2 separate regions of the Macaca mulatta genome follow, and region 1 is linked to region 2. Evidence: chromatin contacts called from public Hi-C data. All regions are on one chromosome and are shown on one strand. Each heading gives the region's core, a stretch centred on a gene start, on an enhancer-like site or on the middle of the called end of the contact. The rest is flanking DNA. Distances are from core to core; before and after follow the strand shown.

Region 1 (5,756 bases), core at 1,654-4,153, 45 kb after region 2:
AACCCCGTCTCTACTAAAAAATACAAAAAACTAGCCGGGCGAGGTGGTGGGCGCCTGTAGTCCCAGCTACTTGGGAGGCTGAGGCAGGAGAATGGCGTGAACCCGGGAGGCGGAGCTTGCAGTGAGCTGAGATCCGGCCACTGCACCCCAGCCTGGGCGACAGAGCGAGACTCTGTCTCAAAAAAAAAACAAAAAAACCCCGAAACACACAGATAAGTCCCTGAGATGATTTCAGAAAGTAAGTGCCACAAAGAAGATACAATAGGGCACAGTGAAGTAGAGCATGACTGAAGAAAGGGAGCTTTCTGAATGAGGGATTTCATAGCTGAGTGGGTGATCTTATATAGAGATTCACATGACAATAAGGGAGCAAACAGATGAAGAGTTGGGTGGTGGGCTGGGGGACAGGGCGGGGGCTGTGGGGAGAAATGAGTGCTGCAGAGACAAAATAACTCCCTCCAGCATACATGGCACACTTGAGAAATAGCAAAAAGGTGGGAGGACAAAGTGGGAAAAGTTGGGGGATGATGCCAGAGAAGAAGCCAAGGGCCAGATTAAGTTGGGCCTTGAGGCCTCGATAAGGGTTTTGGATTGCACTGGAGACCACTTACAGATTTTAAGTAAAAGATTTGATCTTTGAGGAAATCATCCCTGCTTTGTGAGGGTACAAGTTAAAGTAGGAGGCAGATCCATTAGGAAGATGTAGCCATAGACCAGGTGAGATGATAGTGGTATCGTAGGCTTAAAAATAGTCCTGGAAAAGATATCTGTGTCCTAATCCCCAGAACATGTGGCGATTACTTTTATTTTATTTTAGATGGAGTCTTGCTCTGTCACTCATGCTGGTGTGCAGTACCACAATTTCGGTTCACTGCAACCTCCTCCTCCCGGGTTCAAGCAATTCTCCTGCCTCAGCCTCCCAAGTAGCTGGGATTACAGGTCCATGCCACCATGCCCAGCTAATTTTTTTTTTTTTTTTGTATTTTTAGTAGAGACAGAGTTTCACCATGTTGGCCAGGCACATCTCGAACTCCTGACCTCAAGTGATCCACCCGCCTCGGCCTCCCTAAGTGCTGGGATTACAGGCGTAAGCCACCATGTGCAGCCAATTACTTTATATGGCAAATACTTTACAGAAGTAATTGCTTTAGGATACTGAGATGAAGTGATTATTTGGATTATAAGGATGGACTCTAAATGCATTCACAAGCATCCTTGTAAGAGAGAAGCAGAGGGAGATGTGGCACAGGAGGAGGCAATGTGACCTCAGAGACAGAGATTGGAGTGATGTGGCCACAAGTCAGAGAATGCTGGCCACCATTAGAAGCCAGAAGCAGCAAGGAAACGGTTCTCCTCTAGAGCCCTTATATGGCCCGTGGCCCCGCTGATGCCTTGATCTGGATTTCTGGCCTCCAGAACCATGAGAAAATAAATCTGCCTAAAGGGAGCAAATTTGTGGCTGAAAACAACACAATTTATTACAACAGTTACAGAAAATTAATACCAGTGGCTTGCAGTAGGGTTTTAGCAATTGAGAGGGTCGGAAGTGATGGGATTTAAGATAAATTTTTGGAGACAGGACCAACAAGATTTGCTGATGTATATAGTTTAGGTGTCATAAAAGGCAAATAATCAAGACTGATTCCCTTTTTTTCTGAGCAAGGGGGTGGATGATGCCTTCATTTACTGACATGGTGGAGGGTACAGGCATTATTGTTACATGTTTGCCATATTTATGTGGGAGAAAAATCAGCTATCATGTGTCAGTGCTCTCTACATGCCAGGCACTGTCCTAAATTCGTTACATGTGTTAGCTCAGTTAACACAGGTAAGTCAAGCGGGCAGTAAGATATATGACTGGAGTTGAAAGAAGGCTAGGCTAGGAGCCATCGTGTATTTAAATCCACGGACCTAATTAGATCACCCAAGAGAACATCTGCAGACGAGAGAAGATCTGGTTCAAGGCCTGAGCCAGGGCACACTTCATCTTTTGGCAGAACAGAGGGAATGGATCCAAAAAAAGGAAAGAGGGAGCCAGTGAGGAGGGTGGAAAACCAGGAGCATAGGAAGTCAGAGAAGTAAAACTGGGGCCAAAAAATGTAGAGGGAGCCATAAGGTTGACGAAGACGCGAGCTACATAGTCGCGCTCTTTCTAGGGCAGGGAGGCGGACAGAACTGACAGCTGCTATGTGGCAAGATGACCGTCGCCAGTGACCCTGTGGAGCGCCACTGCAGTGGCTGGGCGGGGAGGAAAGCTCCGTCAGAGCCGTTTGAAGAGAAGAGGATGGGAAGCGAGAGTCCACAGAGAATGCCGGCGACTTTGAGGAGGAATTCTGATGCTAACAGAAGTGGGCTGTGACTGTGGGACTCTGCGGTCCAGAGGGCTCCGCTGGCTTTCAAAGTGACTGGTTCTGCATCACGTTTGCGGGCGGCAACTGTGAGGGGAAATGGAAGGTGAATACAAAACGGCCACAAGTGAAGAGGCAACGCCCCCAGACAGGCCGATGGGCTGGGGCTGGAGCGCAGGAGGCCTGACCCTGTCTCTTCCACTTTCCCGCAAACCTTTGGTCACCAAGCGCAGACGCTCACCACAGAAGCGACGCAACCACAACTGCCGCGGGGCTCCGTGACACGCGCGGGCGACTCGGGTCGGGGAACCACGGTTCCCGGCGGGCGTTGCGCGGGGCACCCAGTGCGCAGGCGCACGCCGTCGGCCTCCGACTCGCCCCTCCCTCTGGGGCGCGGGCCTCAGTTCCGGGATACCGCAGCCGACGCCGAGAAGCACCGTTTCTTCTTAAAAGAGAAACGCTGCGCGCGCGAGGTGGGCCCCTGCCTTCCAGCAGCTCCGGGCCTGCTCGCCTCGCCCGGGAGGCGCAGGCGCAGGCGCAGTCGGGGTGAGGGCGCTTGGGGGCGCACAGGTGAGGTCGGGGTGGGGGTGGGTCGCGACGGGGTTCTGGGCAACCTGGGAGCTGCAATTGGGATTGGTCCGCTCCACTCACTGCCAGCATTAAGTGGGGGTGCCCAAGACGGGGTGGGGGGCGCCCTCCAGACCTCTGACCCCGGCCCCCACCGTCACTCGACCCAACTGTGAAGAGCGACCCCAGCTGCACGCCAGGACGCGACCTTTCCTTCCCCTACAAAGCAGTAAAGGCCGCTGCCCTCTTCAAGATGAAATGTGTGGACCCCCCCAGCCCAGTTGAAATTTGCCGTGAAAGTCTATCGCTCCTTCCCCACGGCTACACTTCAGTGGACTGGAGGGCGCAGGCCTTTGTTCTGCCTGCTTGTGTCTGCCGGCCTCCCCCCCGGCGACACCCACATGGTAGCGCTGAGCTTCCACACCCTGTATCGCAGAAGGACGGGGTTTGCTCCACACCTGCCACTACTGTTGAAATAGTTTAGTCTTGCCCCGGAATTGCATAGATCAGTGAGTCTTCCTCACTGATGAGGAAACTGAGGCCCCAACGACAGGTGGAGCCGGGTCCTCGGGCCCCAGGATCGGCTGGGCGCTGAAGACATCTTCCACCCTCCAGCCTCTGGTGCACATGGCTTCCTCCCCGGCGGTGGACGTGTCCTGCAGGCGGCGGGAGAAGCGGCGGCAGCTGGACGCGCGCCGCAGCAAGTGCCGCATCCGCCTGGGCGGCCACATGGAGCAGTGGTGCCTCCTCAAGGAGCGGCTGGGCTTCTCCCTGCACTCGCAGCTCGCCAAGTTCCTGTTGGACCGGTTAGGGGCCGGGAGAGGGGCTTGGGGGAGGGTACCCAGGCAGCAGCCCCTAGCCTCCTCTCCAGGGCCTGTCCTGCTGCTCTTTTCCACCCTCAGGTTTCTCACTGTACCAGGACGGCCTGTGTGACCTGTGGCCTCCCAGGGTCCTGCTCCCCTCCTCATGGTCTCAGCGAATAGCGGCCCTTAGGGCTGGCCCCTTACATGTGTGGGTGCCCAGGGCCGAGGGTGGCTGGCCACCTGAGTCCTGACCTGCCTCTTCTCCTCCTGGCAGGTACACTTCTTCAGGCTGTGTCCTCTGTGCAGGTAGGTAGGGGATGGCAGGGGGTGAGAGCCAGAGGGAAGAGGGGCCACAGGGTGACCCAGAAACACCCTCCTTTCAAAGGGAGCCCTGAGTGAGTTTGGGAAGGGTGGGGTAAGTTGGGGAGCACGGAGTAGTTTGATGGGAGCAACCTCTGGGTGGGGAAGGGAGCAATGTCTCAGGATCTAGTGTGTCTAGGTTCTGAAGAATGATAAATTGGACTGTGGCTGAGGTTGCCCTGGCGTTTGAGGGAACAGGGCTCCCTGGGTATGGCTCTCCAGGGTGAGAGGAGACTTCCCAGTTCAGCCTGACTGCTTCCCCCACCCCTCCAGGTCCTGAGCCTTTGCCTCCAAAACGTCTGCAGTATCTGGTGCTCTTGTCTCATGCCCACAGCCGAGAGTGCAGCCTGGTGCCCGGCCTTCGGGGGCCTGGCGGCCAAGATGGGGGGCTTGTGTGGGAGTGCTCAGCAGGCCATACCTTCTCCTGGGGACCCTCTTTGAGCCCCACACCTTCAGAGGCACCCAAGCCAGCCTCCCTTCCACACACTACCCGGAGAAGTTGGTGTTCTGAGGCCACGAGTGGGCAGGAGCTTGCAGGTAGGCTGGGAAAAAGCAGAGTTGTGGAGAAAAGGGAGGAAGGAGGTTTCCCATTTTCTGTAGCTCAGAACCCTGTTCTCTAAAAATCATCCTTTTTCAATGGAAAAACTCTATGTTGACAAAGAAATATATCATCAAATACATTGTTGGGCACGAAAAGCAGAACAAAATACAGTGTATGGTATGCTATCACTGGTGAAAAATACAAATAAGGGGAAATGAGTGTGTGTGTGTGTGTGTGTGTGTGTAAGTACTTGTGAATGTATAACATATCTCTGGAAGGCACATAGGAAACCAGGTTGCCTGTGGGAAGAAGTAGGCGATGGGGGGACAGTATTGGAAAGGAGATTTTTGACTGTATAGTTTTGTGAACTGTGTGAATATCATCTCTGAAATAGAACAACGCCTCCTACTCCAATAGCCTCTGCTCCCTCCTCCTCAAGAGTCTCTGCCTGGGTGCAGTGGTTCACACCTATAGTCCTAGCACTCTGGGAGGCTGAGGCAAGAGGATTGCTTGAGCCCAGGAGTTTGAGACCAGCCTGGGCAACACAGTGAGACCCCATCTCTATTTAAAAAAAAAAAAAAAAGAGGAGTCTCCCATCACTTCAGACCTTAGAACTTTACATGTCCTCATCCCTTGAGTCCAGAGTTCCTTCCCTTTTGACTTTGCCTGTCCCACAGATTTGGAATCTGAGCATGATGAGAGGACTCAAGAAGCCAGGTTGCCCAGGTGAGGATGTGAGTAGGAGGGAAAGGGCGGAATTGCATAGATGGTAAGATGAGGGAGCAGGACCTCAGACTTGCTTTCTTTGGGACTGCAGGAGGGTGGGACCCCCACCAGAGACCTTCCCACCTCCAGGAGAGGAAGAGGGTGAGGAAGAAGAGGACGATGATGAGGATGAAGAGGAGATGCTCAGTGATGCCAGCTTATGGACCTACAGCTCCTCCCCAGATGAGCAAGTTGGGGTTGAGGGAGAATGCTGAGCAGAGCAGGAGAGGGAGGCGGCTGGCCTGGCAGTTCATAGCTTTGCAGACTAGAGGGAAGGGCTTGTTGGTGTGGAGGGAAGGGTGGGTTTTGGGGAAGGCAAAAAGAACTAGAGGCTTTGAACTGCGTGGGTGAAAAGGGGTGAAGTCAGGCGCA
Region 2 (5,944 bases), core at 2,320-4,819:
GGGCCTTCAGTAAATCCAAGTGTGTGACTGTGATGTCTGTGGGGCTCCAGCTCCCCTTCTGCTCTGACCTTCTTGGCACTAAGGCAGGCTTGCTGCAGGCAGATGCCAGGTGTGTGAGGTGCGAAAGAAAGACCTCAGTCCCTCAATCTCTCCCGACCCCCTTTCACAAGTCTGTAGCCCAGGAAAAATGTGTAACATGGAGCCACCAGTGATGAGCTGTGTGATTCTGGAAAGTCACTTAGCAAAGAGACTTCCTGGTGCCCTCGTCTTTCACCTGTAAAATGGGATCATCGTGGTACCTACCTTCACTGCATTGTGAAAGTAATAAGAGTCAATGTGTGTAAAGCAGACACAACAGGCCTGGCTTCCCAAGTGTTAACTACAATTTCAGGTCCACAACCCCTCACCTACAATTCCAAAAGCCAAATATGCTTTAAAAACTGAACTTTCTTTCAAAACTTTGCAACAAACTCTTTGGCAGCAAAACCTGGACTGACCTGAGGCTCTTCATAAAGTCTAATTGTTTATAAATATCCACACATTTTGCTGCAGAAATTATGTTTCATTAAGGGATGCATAGTATGACTGATAAAACTCAAACAGTCTGACTTCTTCCCCAGGTCCAGCCAGGTTTGGGTCAGGAAGCCTGACTTGTGTTACCATTTCACAGTTGCTCCACCTCTCGGCAGTTTACCACCTTTTCCTCCACTGTGCCTTAGGCTGGCCCCATCCACTTACTAACATATAGACTGACAGCCTCCAGCCATTAGGGCATGAGCCCATCTTCACAGCCTACCAAGAGCTTGCCCTGGGTCACAACCCAACCGAGCTCTGAAATAAAATCAAAGTCATCCACAGCCCGGTGCCTAGCCTTATCCCCACCCAGTTCCGCCTGTAGGTTCAGACCACTCCCGAGGGCTGGTCCAGTCTCTTCTTGTAGCCTGTCTTCCTCCGGTTCCCTACTCTGGCCTGACTGCTTTCTTCTTCTGTGCTGTGCCTTTTGCCTGGGTGCTATTCCCTGCCCATGGGATCCCCTGCAATGTCCTTCTCATCCGTCAGGCTTCCAATCAAGTCTTCTCTTATCACAGCTTTCACCACAATAGACTGAAATTAATAGTCCATCTTCAGGTCGACCCCACCTCTGTATCCCAAGAAGGTAACATGGCATCTGGCATGCAGCAGGCCCTCAATAAATACTCGCTGAACCAAACTAATCATGCCACAGAGCCAAATGGCCACATTCCAGGGCATCCCATCCATCTCAACCTGCCGCAGACTTTTCATTTTCATCTTTACTATCTGGCTTTGAGACAACTATTTAGAAAAGAACCAGGAGCTCTTGATATATGCTTGACCCTAACTAAAATATACTCCTAAAAGAGTCTCTGAAACCATGCATAGGAAATATGTCAGTGAAGAGTCTAATAATTACAGTGGACTCAACCAGGACAGAGGGGGATACATAGTTAAGAAGCTCAGCAAAAACCCATTCTACCTTTCAGGAGTCTGCAGACTGTGCTCCCCAATTCTACCTTTCAGGAGTCTGCAGACTGTGCTCCCCAGGCCCTCCATCCTCTCACATGTGGCTCCTACATCTTTCTTGCCCTGCCTGAGACAACCAACAGAGGAAGGGGACATCGGTAGCCAGTGCCCCCACATACCAAGCAAACTCACAAAGGGAATAATGTCTAGACAGAGGCTGTTAGGCAGCCACACTATCACCTTTTCATTCCTTTGGCAAACATCTGAAGTATATACTGAATGCCAGGCATGTATGCATAAAATTGTAACTATGACAGGGCTAAGAAGGAAAGAAGGTGTTGATCAGAACCCATAAAACGGAAACTGACCTAGTCAGGGAGGTCAGAGAATACCTCCCTGAGGAAAAGATAACCTAATGGAGAGCTGCAGAAAGAGTAACAACTCCCTCAGCAGGCAGGGAATAGCACCCCAGGCAAAAGGTACAGCACAGGAGAAGCAAAGCAGTCCGGCCAGGGTAGGGAATCTGTGGGAGACGGTACAAGAGGCTGGACCAGCCCTGCAGAGACTTGAAGGCCCTGTTAAGGAGGCCTGTCTTTATCAGAGCAGTGGGAAGTTTAAAAAAAAAATTACAGGCAGAGCATAACAGAATGAAGGGTGCATGTTAACAAGCTGATTCTGGCTGCAGTATGGACAACTGAGTATGCAGGGCCCCAACGCTGATGAAGGGAGACGGACAAAAAGGCTATGGCAAAAGGGTGGGGCCTATGGAGAGAAATGGACACACCTAAGGAGGACTCAAAACGTGAAACCATCAAGTCTGGATAATTGGTTGAGGGGGTAGGGCAGGGGAGAAAGCTGATCAGGCAAGCCTCCTAGATTCTGGCACCCTATGGCTGGTGCACAGAGGTGCCACTCACCAAGCCCAGCAGCACTGGGAAGAGGAACGAGCAACACTGGGAGGAGGAGGTGGTCACGAGCTGCCCAGAGGTCCAACTGGGCATTCTCAACTAAACTGGTCCAGGCACTCGGCAAGAAAAAGCACCTTGGTGTGAGACCTGGAGCTCCCCAGGCCACTCTAAAGGGCCCTAGGGGGTTGGGAGGCGGGAGAGCTGCTGTTTAAAATGTAAATTTCTCCAAGGAAAGACAGGACAACCCAATGCTGTCTTGGCGCCTAAATTACAAAACGGAAATAGGTGAGAGTAGAGAAATTTGAATAAGGCCTGTAGGTGTTAATATCCTGGTTTTGTTGACTGTTCTGTAAAAAAAGATGTTAACCCCTACGAAATCTGGGCGAACCGTACATGGGAATTTTTGTTTGTTTTGTAACACTCTGAAATTCTGAAATTAATTCAAGATAAACATTATTCAAAAGACATTTTATACATCAGCACCCCAAAGCTCAGCCAGGAGCCTAACAGCTCAGAAGGGCTTTTGTGGGATACGGAGGAACTTCCTCCCCTCTCTTCATCTCAATAGCAAAAGGGAAAGAAGGGCAAACAAAGACCCTCAGAAACCTCAGCGCCTTCCCAGGCGGACGCAAAGTTAAGAACGACCCGGCCCCAGCGCGCCCCGGCGCGGAGCCGCCCCGCCCCGGGACCTGACGCGGCGTTCGCAGCTCGGCCGCCAGCCTCAGGCTGCCCGCCCCATTAGTCCCGCCCACCCCGCCCGAGCCTGACCTGGTCCCTCCCACCGCGCCCTTAATCCATCCCCCTTTAGCCCGACCCCGCCCTGGTCCCCACCCACCCCGCTCCGCCTCCTGCTCCGCCTCCCGCTCAGCAGGGCCCTCCGGCCTCGCACCCCAACCCGCAGAGGGAGCGCCCCCTTGCGGCCCTCGGAATCCCATTGTTCCTGTCCTGGTCCCGCCAGCCCACCGTGGACGCGGAGCAGTGAGGACGAACTCCTCCGGACGCCGTTGAGAAAACGCAACATCAAGGCCAACCGCTCCTGCACTCAAGCTAAGCCCTGCCTGCGGCGCGAGCACAATGATGCCTACCTGCCCTGGCCCAGACGGAGCCTCCCGAGCCCGAACCGGACCATGAGCCGCGCCGAACCGGAGCGCTGCGCCTGCGTTGGCGTCGGGCGTCGCGGCCGCGCAACGTCCGGCACGAGAGCGCCCGCCGCACCTTGGCCCGCCTTCCACGCCACGCCCCCGAACCAGGCCACGCCCCGGCCCGAGCGACCATCGAGACTCCGGGACCTCCGCGGCGCCTAGAGGGATCCCGAAAACGCCTGCGAGGCCAGAACGGCCGAAATAACGTCTCCCACCCCAGCGGGCCGGCTCTTCCCGCCAATCTCCCTTATCCTCCCACCCCCGTCCTCCCTTGGAAACTTTCCTCGCTTCTAATCAGGAGAGCATGGGGACTTTCTAGGGTAGTGGTTCTCAAATGTGGCCCCAATCTAACAGCAGCTTCACCTGGGAAATTGATGGAACTGCAATTCTTGGGGCCCCACTCAAGGCCTTCTGAATCAGAAACTGAGGGTGTGCCCAGTAATCGGGCTTACCAACCCTGAAGGTAATTGTGGTACAAACTAGGGCTTGAGAACCACTGCTGCATGGCAGGGTTTCTTGACTTTTTGGGCCTGGATAATTCTTTGTTGAGAGGGAAGGAGGCTGTCCTGTGCATTACAGGAGGCAGGGTCACGGATAAAATACAGTTAAATTTGAGTTTCAGGTAACAGTGTTGTTCATCTAAGATTCACATTTAACTGGAAATCCCTGTATTTCATCTGGCTACCTTACCTACCTATAGTTTTACTTCGTAAAAATAACCCTAATTGTAGGATATTGAGCACCCCTAGCAACTAAGTGCCAGTAGCACACCACACTCTCTCCACTCTAGTTATGACAAAAGTGTCTCCCCCTACCCCTTGAGAATCACGGCTCTATAAGGACTTTGTCCAGCTGAAACCTAGTAGCCTATTAGGTATGTAGGACAGTGTACTCCACAGCAAACTGCCTTGCCCTGAAAGGCTTTGAACACAGAAATCCCTGGGACCAGACCCTGTTAACATTCAAAAAGAGGGCCACTTAGTGAAGACTTTGTATTTGCTTCTCCACCCTGACACTTCACAAATGTTATTTGGTCACTGTAAAGTGTGTTCCAAAACACCTGCATCAGAAGAAAAAAAAATCATGCTCATTTGTGGGATTCTGGAGCGAAGGGCACGTATAAGTTTGTCATCATTCATTCCACATATAAGCAATTTGAGGAGACAGATCATGAGCTCTGGGAAAATGGGAGTGCTACTCTAGGTGAGGTAGAGTAGTGTTTCTAACTTGCTTTGTTCCCCAGATCCTGTGTCTCATTCATTCATTCATTCAAGTGTTAAATGAGTGTCCTCTCTATGACAGTCACTCCTCTGGGCAGTGCTGTTAGAACAGTGAAAAAAATAAAGGCACAAGAGAAAAACCCTCTTGTCATGATGCTTACATTTCAGCGGGAGAACCAGACAATAAACAAAATATATGGTGTGTCAAAGTGGAAAGTGCTAGGAAGAAAATAAAGGAAGCAAAGGGGACCAATAAGACTTGTGAACTCAGTTTTAAATAATTTGGTCAGGGAAGGTTGGTAAGTAAGAAGGTTGTATTTGAGGGAAAAGCCAAAGAATATGAAGAGCAAATTCCCCATGCAGAATTCAAGGGGGAAAATACTTGAAGCAGAAAGAATGGCATGTGCACATGCTCTGAGGCGAAGCAAGCCTAGCACATTTGAGAATGGCTGGAGACAAAAGAACGAAGAGAGTCAAAGAAATGAGGTCAAAGAGGGGGTGAGTTGAACAAGGAGTAGTAAGATACATATATAGTGTGCTTGCTGGCTGTTTCTTCCATACCTTTATGATCTAGAGAGAATTGTCACTGCAATTTGGATACTTGCATATGTAAAGTTAATAAAAAGATCAGGACCAAGTGTAAGTGTTTATGGAGCTGCAAAGAGCCCGTCTAGACATTTTCAGTGCATTGCTTTGAATAAAGCTACGTTTAAAAACAAAGTCAAATCTTTGAAAACAATGTCAAATTTTGGGTAGAATCGCAGAACTGCATAATAGGAATTGGGAAAAAACAAAACAAAAAACTTAGCCTGTTAAGCTAGAATCCTTTGAGGAAAATATATATTTTGAAGTTGTCTTTGAGAAATAGGCTAAATAAGCTTTAAGGAAAAAATTGGGGGGAAAATATTTAAATTATGTGTATTATGAGTAAATTTCATAAAAGCCTTGCAGCCTAGTTTGTTTATAGATACTATCTTGCTTTAGGGAGTTAACAAATTAAAAAAAAAGAAAAAACATATAAAAAGAAGAAGAAAATGGACTTGGGGAATTAAACATACATTTATTAATTTATGTCATTTAGTTTATTTCACCTGTACATGTTTTTGTGTGTATGTATGGGGTGAGATTTTACATATAAAAATTCTCATGTCCATCAAGCATTGACTAAGTAACACCTTGTGGTTAATGATGG

What was found. A called contact is a pair of places that touch in the nucleus more often than the background predicts.
Region 1: a Hi-C map of liver shows a contact between it and region 2, with 3 times the contacts expected there. The contact joins the promoter of ZNF692 here to the promoter of PGBD2 in region 2. A contact is called at or near these places in 2 of 14 Hi-C or Micro-C datasets (fetal cortical plate and liver).

The regions. Positions count from the first base shown.
Region 1 is chr1:115,848-121,603 of T2T-MMU8v2.0, forward strand. ZNF692 (zinc finger protein 692) reads left to right here and starts at 2,904. Exons shown (of 12, transcript NM_001261269.1): 1 at 2,904-2,918; 2 at 3,531-3,721; 3 at 3,993-4,024; 4 at 4,352-4,615; 5 at 5,297-5,345; 6 at 5,437-5,571. The coding sequence starts at 3,543. LOC114678402 reads right to left here and starts at 3,743. Exons shown (of 2, transcript XM_028848779.2): 1 at 2,590-3,743; 2 at 1,453-2,435. The coding sequence starts at 3,008. The coding sequence ends at 2,417.
Region 2 is chr1:69,735-75,678 of T2T-MMU8v2.0, forward strand. It overlaps PGBD2 (piggyBac transposable element derived 2), which reads right to left and starts at 3,570. Exons shown (of 3, transcript NM_001258110.1): 1 at 3,476-3,570.